2 separate regions of the Pan troglodytes genome follow, and region 1 is linked to region 2. A link is a contact called in public HiChIP or PLAC-seq data. All regions are on one chromosome and are shown on one strand. Each heading gives the region's core, a stretch centred on a gene start, on an enhancer-like site or on the middle of the called end of the contact. The rest is flanking DNA. Distances are from core to core; before and after follow the strand shown. Region 1 holds the start of WHRN (whirlin). Region 2 holds the start of ATP6V1G1 (ATPase H+ transporting V1 subunit G1).

What was found. HiChIP or PLAC-seq counts read pairs in DNA pulled down with a chosen protein or histone mark.
Region 1: a contact with region 2 is called in an H3K4me3 HiChIP or PLAC-seq map of stem cell-derived excitatory neurons, with 2.9 times the contacts expected there. The contact joins the promoter of WHRN here to the promoter of ATP6V1G1 in region 2. A contact is called at or near these places in 1 of 7 Hi-C or Micro-C datasets (stem cell-derived neural progenitor cells) and 1 of 1 datasets of contacts at active chromatin or transcription factors (stem cell-derived excitatory neurons).

Annotation. Positions count from the first base shown.
Region 1 is chr11:23,945,317-23,949,598 of NHGRI_mPanTro3-v2.0_pri, reverse strand. It overlaps WHRN (whirlin), which reads right to left and starts at 2,430. Exons shown (of 12, transcript XM_063787563.1): 1 at 309-2,430. The coding sequence starts at 926.
Region 2 is chr11:23,863,396-23,867,465 of NHGRI_mPanTro3-v2.0_pri, reverse strand. It overlaps ATP6V1G1 (ATPase H+ transporting V1 subunit G1), which reads left to right and starts at 1,640. Exons shown (of 3, transcript XM_003312250.6): 1 at 1,640-2,035. The coding sequence starts at 1,954.

The DNA of each region.
Region 1 (4,282 bases), core at 1,181-3,680, 81 kb before region 2:
ATAAGAATCCACAGCCCTATTCACACATTGTAACCACACATTTGCTCAAGTATTTGTTACTATCGCCTGCACTAGCCTTTAAGCCTCACAAAGGCAAGGGCCATGTCTGTGCAGAACTACGTTCCCAGTGCCTGAGAGCTATTTGCTCTGTAAGCTATACATTCCTGTTTTAAAGTATTTAAAAAAAAAAAAAAAAAGCCCAGAAAGGCCAAGTGATTCACCTAAGGACACACAGCATGGAGTTACTGAAAAAGCTGTGCCACTCTGTCCATACTCTGCCCCAGACTCTCTCCAAACCACAGCCTTACCTTGACGGCCTCCGCGTGGGTCACCCGGGCCAGGGATTTGTCGTTGACGCGCAGAATCTGGTCCCCGACCCGCAGTCCTTCCTTCTCAGCTAGAGAGCCTGGTTCCACCAGAGACACGTAGATGCCCACGCCGTGCTCCGAGCCCCCACGGATGCTGAAGCCCAAGCCCTCGTGGGCCTTGGCACGCCGCAAACTCACCAGGCGCACCTCCCCTGGCCCCGCGCCGTCGGGGCCGCCCCAGGCGGGCTGCCTGTAGGGGGTGGTGGCGGGCAGGTAGAGGCCCTCGGCCGTGTATTGGTCGAAGAGCAGCTGGTCGGAGCGCGGGATGACCAGACGAAGCATGGGCAGCAGGCGCCGCTTGACCGGACTATCCAGCAGCACGCGCAAGGTGCGGACCAGGTCGAAGACGTTGCGGCGCGCGTGGTAAGCGTTCAGGCAGTGGGTGAACTGCTCCCGCTCCGCCTCGCTCAGCAGCGCGGTCAGCGCCTGGTGCAGCTGGCGCACGTTGGCAGACAGTAACCGCAGCCCCGCGCCCCCGCCGCCGCCCGCCCCGGCCGCCGAGCCCAGCGAGCCGGTGGAGGACGAGCTCACCGACAGGCCGTCCAGCGGCGCGTTCATCTCCACGCCGAGGCCGGGCCGGGCTCTGAGCGCGCGGGGTGTGGGCGGTGCCGCTGTCCTCGCGGGTACTGGCTTGACAGCTGGATCCCCGGGAGCGCGGAGACGACGGCTGGAGCCTGGGTTTGGGGAGCACGGGTACAGTGGCTGGATCCTAGGGGGTCGCGGAGACCGCTGCTAGAGTCCCGGAGGCGCGAAGACGGCGGGGGTCGCGAACCTGGAATCCGGGGGACGCGGAGACGTCGGCGGGTTCCTGAGAGACACAAGAGTTGGCTGCTGGGGCCCGGAGGTGGCGGAGACTGCTGCTGGAGTCCGGGGGGCGCGGGGTCAGCAGCTACATTCTGGAGGGCACGGAGACGACGGGTGGCTGGAGTTTGGGGGCGCCGCAAAGCTGACCTGACTGCCCCGTCACACCATGCCCGGGGCTCCCCCAGCCGGGCGCCCGTTCCTAGGGCTGGGGGACCCCAAAGTCAGAAGTTGGGGCGGAGGGCGCTCTAGTCCCAGAGCACTCCGGAGAGTGGCAGGCGGTGAAGCGGCGCGGGCGTCCGACAAGGGGTGCGGGGCATGTCCGGGGCAGCCCCGGGATGCAGCCGCCCGGGGAGCCTCCGCGCCTCTGCGCCGCCCGGCCGCAAGCCCGGACTTTGCGAACTGTTGAGCCACCGGGGCCGAGTCTTCCAGCGAGTTCCGACGCCGTCTCGTTGCCAGCCCGGCCCGGGCCCCGCCCCCTCGCCCCTCCTCCTGCCCGCCCCCTCCCCCCCGGACTCCTCAGGAAATGACGTCCCGCCCGGTGCGCCTGGCCGTTGCCTGGAGACGGGGTGAAACAGTCCAGCCCCAGGGAAGAAAGGGGTGAACGCGGCGGTAGGGGTGGGAGGAGCCCCCGCGTCCCCTACCCCGCCGGCAGAGCCGGGAGCGGGGCTCAGAAACAGCGCTCTTCGGCGGTCGCAGCGAGGGCCGGCACCAGGATCGCTTTGGAGTAATTAGCCGGCTAGCTAATTCACAATTCGGGGGGAAATCGTCAAGTTTTTTGTTTGTTTGATTTTTGCTTCCAAAATACTGGGCACTTCAGTCTCGGTTTTCTTCCTTACAATGTGGCGCTCCCCTCCTGCACGCGCCCTGACATGACAAATTCCAGGGTTTATGTGGACGGTCGTTGGCCACCTACTGTGTGCGAGAGACGAATACAAGCATAGACTGCTGTCTGCCGGAGTCAACTCCGTGGCAGGGATGGATCAGGCTGGACCCCTTCCCAGTCTCCATTGCAAGGGAAAAGCCACTTTCAGAAATATTATATAAAGTGTACACCCCACGCTCGCACACACACATACAAATGAGCGCATATAAAACTGGTGAAATCTGAGTAAGGTGGGTGGATTGTATCAATGTCAATGTCCTGGTTGCCATCGTGTCAACATCGGGAGAAACTGGGTGAAGGGTACATGGCATGTCTATGTATTATTTCTTACAACTGCATTTGGATCTACAATCTCAAAATAGAAATTAAAAATATACATATGTGAAGTGGCTTGGAGAAAAATCTCTTCTATGCTCTCCCATCCCTAGGCAAAATGGGAAGATACACCCAGGTGTGCCCTGGAGTCCGTCGTCACCCACCCAATCCCCCAAATAAGATTTAAGTAAAATCCTGTGCTTTTATTCTAATGGGGAGCTTCATAGTGCTACACACACACACACATACACACACACACCCTACCTCACACACATCCCTTCCAACCTGAGCTGCCTCTCCTAAGCTACTCTTCTATGTATTTTTCGTAAAAGTCTTCCAGAATTTCCATTGCAGAGCCAGCTGACATCTATCCAGGGTAGGGCAAGATGGAGGAGTACCTGGAGGATTTGGTTTGTGGTGGACCCAGAAGGATAGATCATTCATTTATTCATTCGTTTATTTATTTATTTATTTGGTCGCTTTTCATTCAACGTTTTTGAAGCATCTGCTCTGTGCTGGGTCATGTGCTGGGTGCTGGAGACCCAGGGGAGAAAGATCAAATAAACAGAGTTAAAAACCAGTGTGATACCTGTTGTAATGGCGAGGGAGCCCAGGTTTAGGAGAGGAGAATATGGTAAGGACTTTACTGAAGAGGCGACACCTGAATGAAGAACCTGTAAGGAAAACGGACTTTCTCCTCTAGACAATGGGGAAGAGTGGAAAGGTTTTCAACACTGCTGACTTAATGCATTGAGGCTAGGAATGGAAGCTGTGTTTTCCCTAAAGATCTTCAATTCTTTACTTCCCTAAAACAGACATAGGTTAAATTAATGCCCAATAAACATATTTAACAGTGTGTCTGAGGAAGATTTTTTAAAAAATAGCCAATTAGGCTACCTTTGGCCATCTGTCTTAAAGCTCTAATCTTAGCAGTTAATGGTGTTTATCCTTATTCCTCCTTTGTAACTGATGTTGAAGCCTTTCATGCAACTAGACCAAGATGTTTAAGGAAAAAAAATCAATCTTCTCCACCCCAAAAATGTATTAATGACATACCTCAAAATGCCACCAAGCAGGGCTTAATTGTATGCAGTTCAGGTTTCCTGCTAATGTGTTTCATGCTCAGCTCTCACTTAGTTTGTTTTAATTATAATTACTGTGATTGGTTTGATAAATGCATCCCAGGAGCTAAGATCCCCAGTCCCAACATTTTATTTCTGTGCAAAGGATGTTTTCAAGAAGGTGTTTTGCTTTAGGCAGCAGAAACCAGGCTGCATGCAGTCTTAGTAGAAAAAGAAACACTTTCTTCTGCAAACATCAGAGACCGTCTGAAATGCTGTGCTGTTGTTTAATTTCATAGAGGACGGTTTGGGAGGGCAGATGATAGAAAAAGAAATCGTTGGAGTTTCTTCCATCCATCTTACATAACCACCTTAGTATCAGTTTGCACTGTGTCCCCTCAGGCAAGAGGCAGTGTGTAACTGTGCTCAAACCTCCAGAATCCTATTTCATGTATGAAGATGTTTGTCATTCAGAAATAAGCTCTTGGAAATAAATGCTTCAGCTTCTGAGGGCTGCACTGCAAGACCTGGGAGAAAAACCTGAGTACACAACTTGGCCTTGGTTGCATACTGCCCTCTTCAGAGGGAAAATATTATTCTCCCATGCATGCAGCAGGCTTCCGTTTGCTTTCTTCACCAAAGCCACTTTTAATTGTTCATTAACGCTCCCCAGCTCTGGCCAGTGAATGCCCTTCCCTTCCCTTAGGAATGTTCCTGGAAACTTGAACACACTGGAGCAGTAGCAAAGACAGAAGGAAGAAGAATAAATTGTGTTGGGCGTTTTTCTTTTTCTTTTTTTTTCTAGACGGTCTCATTCTGTCACCCAGGCTGCAGTACAGTGGCACGATCAT
Region 2 (4,070 bases), core at 391-2,890:
TCAGCACTCGGTGGACTCTAAGAGGTCACCTGGTCCTTTCCTCAGCCCACAAGATTCCGGCAGAAGAGCAGTAGCTCAGAGGTTTTACTCTGCAGCCCTGACTGGATTCAAATACCCTGTCTGTGTGTTAATAGGGGCATGACTTTTGGCTCAGAGACTTTGCGACTCTCTGAGCTTCAGTTTGGTCAATATAAAATGGAATTAGTAACAGTATCAAAGTTAATGTGAGGAGTGAGTGAAGCGATGACAAGGGCCCGTCATACTGTAAACTCAAACCATGGCTTCCTATTTCCATTTTCACGGTGGATGGGGAGATGTCTCCGTGCCAAGTTGACCCCCTCCCCAACTCCGCACACGCTGGTCCTTTTCCCCTAATCATCTCCCACCGCCTCCATCCCCCACTATCCTTTCCTGGATAACTTCTTATTCTTCAGATCTTATTTTATTTTTTGAGAATTTTTATTATTTATTTTTGAGATGGAGTCTGCTCTGTCACCCAGGCTGGAGTGTAGTGACGTGATCTCGGCTCACTGCAACCTCAGCTCCTGGGTTCTGGCGATTCTTCTACCTCAGCCTCCTGAGTAGCTGGGATTACAGGCGCGCGCCACCATGGCCGGATTTTTGTATTTTTAGTAGAGACCAGGTTTCACCACATTGGTCAGGCTGGTCTCAAATTCCTGATCTCGTGATCCGCCGGCCTCAGCCTCCCAAAGTGCTGGGATTATAGGCGTGAGCCACCGCGACTGGCCTATTTTAATTTTTTAATTTTAATTTTTTTGAGACAGTCTTGCTCTGTTGCCCTGGCTGCAGTGCAGCGTCACGATCTCGGCTCACTGCAGCCTCCGCCTCCCGGGTTCAAGCGATTCTCGTGCCTCAGCCTACTGAGTAGCTGCGATTACAGGCGCGCGCCACCACGCCCGGCTAATTTTTGTATTTTTAGTAAAGATGGGGTTTCACCACATCGGCCAGGCTGGTCTCGAACTCCTCACCTGAAGTGATCCACCCGCCTCGGCCTCTCAAAGTGCTGGGATTACAGGCTCGTGAGCCACTGCGCCTGGCCTTCAGATCTTAAACACCACTTCCTTGCTACAGCATTCGGAGACACCTCCATATTCCTCTCCCCTTACTAAAGGTTCCTTCTTACGGCACCCTGCATTTTTCCTTCATGACTTTATCACAGTTTGTAATTGTCTATTTATTTTAATTAACCTGTCTGTGTCCATAAACTGTGAGCTCCGCCGGGACCTTGTTTGCCCTGCTCTCTGCTATGTCCTCAGTATCAACAGTGGACTAGGATCACGGCAGGCTTTCATCAAATATTTATGGGAAACAGTCCAGTCCATTCCTGAACTCGGGTTCAGAAAAGGATAGCGACCTGTCCAAAATCACACAGGTTAGCGGCAGACTTGATCCCGAGTCTCCTAACTGGCAACCCAAGACTCTATCCCCGGAACTGGCAAGAATCTTCCTAAACTACCCCCTGATAAAATTTTGAGTGCCAAAGAAAGTCCCAGAAAGGGAGGGAGTACAGCAGTGTGGAGAGTAGGAGGAAAGTGATTTGACTTGGCCCCTCCTCTCTTGACGTTAATGTGAGCATACTGCAAACAGACACTATACGTGGCAGGGCGGCTACGGAGTGAACCAGCGACAGGGTAGCCATTAAAAGAGGCCAGGGAGCGGACAGAGGAGTAGAGGGGAGTACTGCGCAGTAGACTGCACAGGCGCAGTCGAGGAGCTCCGCTCCTTTCTCCTCAGCCCCGCCCCGCCCCATTTCTGCCGAATCACAGAAGTTCAAGAGCGGTCAGCTGATGCTACGCTGCGCGGTCACGTGACAAGGGGGGCGAAGCGCAGGCGCAAGGAGCAAGCGCAGATTGTGGGCGGCTGTGTCAGCTGACCCAAGGGGCCTTCGAGGTGCCTTAGGCCGCTTGCCTTGCTCTCAGAATCGCTGCCGCCATGGCTAGTCAGTCTCAGGGGATTCAGCAGCTGCTGCAGGCCGAGAAGCGGGCAGCCGAGAAGGTGTCCGAGGCCCGCAAAAGTGAGTTTCAGGGTGGGGCTGCCCGGCGTGGCGCGAGTCGAAGAAAGACCGCTGGGCCGCAGGTGGTGGGTAGATTAGGCCCGAAAAACGGCGGGGTGCGGGCGTGGGTGTAGTCGCGGAAGGTTGTGTGTTTCGAAGCTTTGAGGAGCTGAGGCTCTGGAAGGCTTGCGGATCGCCTGGAAGCCACGATGTGAGATGGTAAATTGGGCGTGGAAACAATAATGGGTTACCGTCCTTGGGGCCTGGAGGCATGTGAAATGGGCTCTCCAAACGGAGCTCTTTGTTCTTCCCCTCTCCCACTTAACCGCTCTGGGATGGTCAGTCTCGGTGAAGGGAGCCAGCATCCACACAGTTGCTTGGTCTAGAAACCTGGAGTCCTGCTTGCCTCTTCTCCCTCCCTCGTTTAGTCAGTCGCCAAGGCTTGCGTATCTTTCACTTTTTCCCCCATGTCTACTACCAGCGTCTTAGTCCAGGACACCAGTTTCTCTAAAGGTACTGTAGTTGTCTAAATCGTTGGCGTGTGTGTGTGTGTTTCTGTCTAATATGTGGCAAGCGCAGTGTGTGTGTGTGTGTGTGTGTGTTTCTGTCTAATGTGTGGCAAGCGCAGTGTGTGTGTGTGTGTTTCTAATATGTGGCAAGCGCAGTGCCCAGTGCATCAGTTGTCTCCCCTAACGTGGCATTCAGTGTCGCAGTGAAGGAAGCAGGTATTGGGTCAGTTAATTAATTGCAGGAGAGATGAGGGCTGGAGTGGAGAAATGTAAGGTTGCTAAAGAATTTAACAGGTGAGTTTAATCTAGACTGGGGAGTGGAAGAACCCGTTCTGGTCCCCTCCAGTCAATCCATTCTCCTCTCTGCAATCAGTCATCCTTCTAAAATGCAAATATGTGACTTCCTGCTGGTAAGGAACAAAATAAATAAATAAGTGCAGATATGATTTCCCTACCGCCTTTGTAGTCAAACGTTTAGTGCCTGCAGAAGAAAGCTCAAATTCCTTAATGAAGTTGGGGAGGCTCTTGTGGGTCAGGCCTGGTGCTTTCCTCGAGCTATACTGAATCGTTGTGGTCCCTCAGAAGCACCATGATTTCTTTCACCTGCAGGTTTTTGCACACGCTGTTTCTTCTGACGTGAGAAGCCTTTTCCAATTCTCCTCCCCTTTGTTCTCTGACCCTTAGTCTTCCATCAGACCTCAACATTTAGGAAACACTTCTTCCCGGGAAGCCTTTCCTGACTCATGCTTGTCCCCCGGACTAGGCTTGGAGTCCCTCCCAAGTGCTGATTTCTGCCACTGCCGTGCAATAACCTGTTTGTTTATATGGCTCAGTCACTAGACTAAGCTTCTGGAGAACAGAAACTATGTCTCATTTAACTTTATGTATCCAGTTTCCCGTCTGGTGAGAAAGATGCTTCTATCCCTATTTTACAGATAGTAAAAATGAGGCTCAGAGAGAAATGATTTATCCATACCCTGGGAAGCAACATAGTTGGGACTCAGAAGCCTCTTTTTCCATGCAAGGCGAAGATACTGATCTTAGTAATTCCTTGGTGTTTCTCCTAGTATAGGAGTTATTCTATCTGACATTCAACTAGATTTCAAGCATGTCTCCTCTACTTGTGCAGTTAGGGGTTGTGTGGTACTTGGAAAGCTTTCTTTGAGGGTGTTGGGAATGAGAAGAAGCCTTTTGTTCTTGCTCCGGTGACTGGAAAGTTCTTTGTTCTTCCCAGAATATTTCCAGTCATGCCCTTGATAGAGTATTTCCAGAATGACTTCTCACAGTTTGTGTTCTGATGGCTCATCAGTAACAGAAGTTGTATCTGTCGGGAGGGATAGGAGAATAGATTGGGGAAGTGCAGGAAAAAATGCTTGGAATATGGTAAGAATAATTCTGAGTGCCCTAGCCAGGTAGGATTTATGTTTTATACCTTTATCCTGTCAAGCCTGGTGCAGGGTTTTGTATATGTCAGGTAGCTGTGAATTGGTTTTAAAAAGTATTAATTTGGCTGGGCGTGGTGGCTCACGCCTGTAATCCCAGCACTT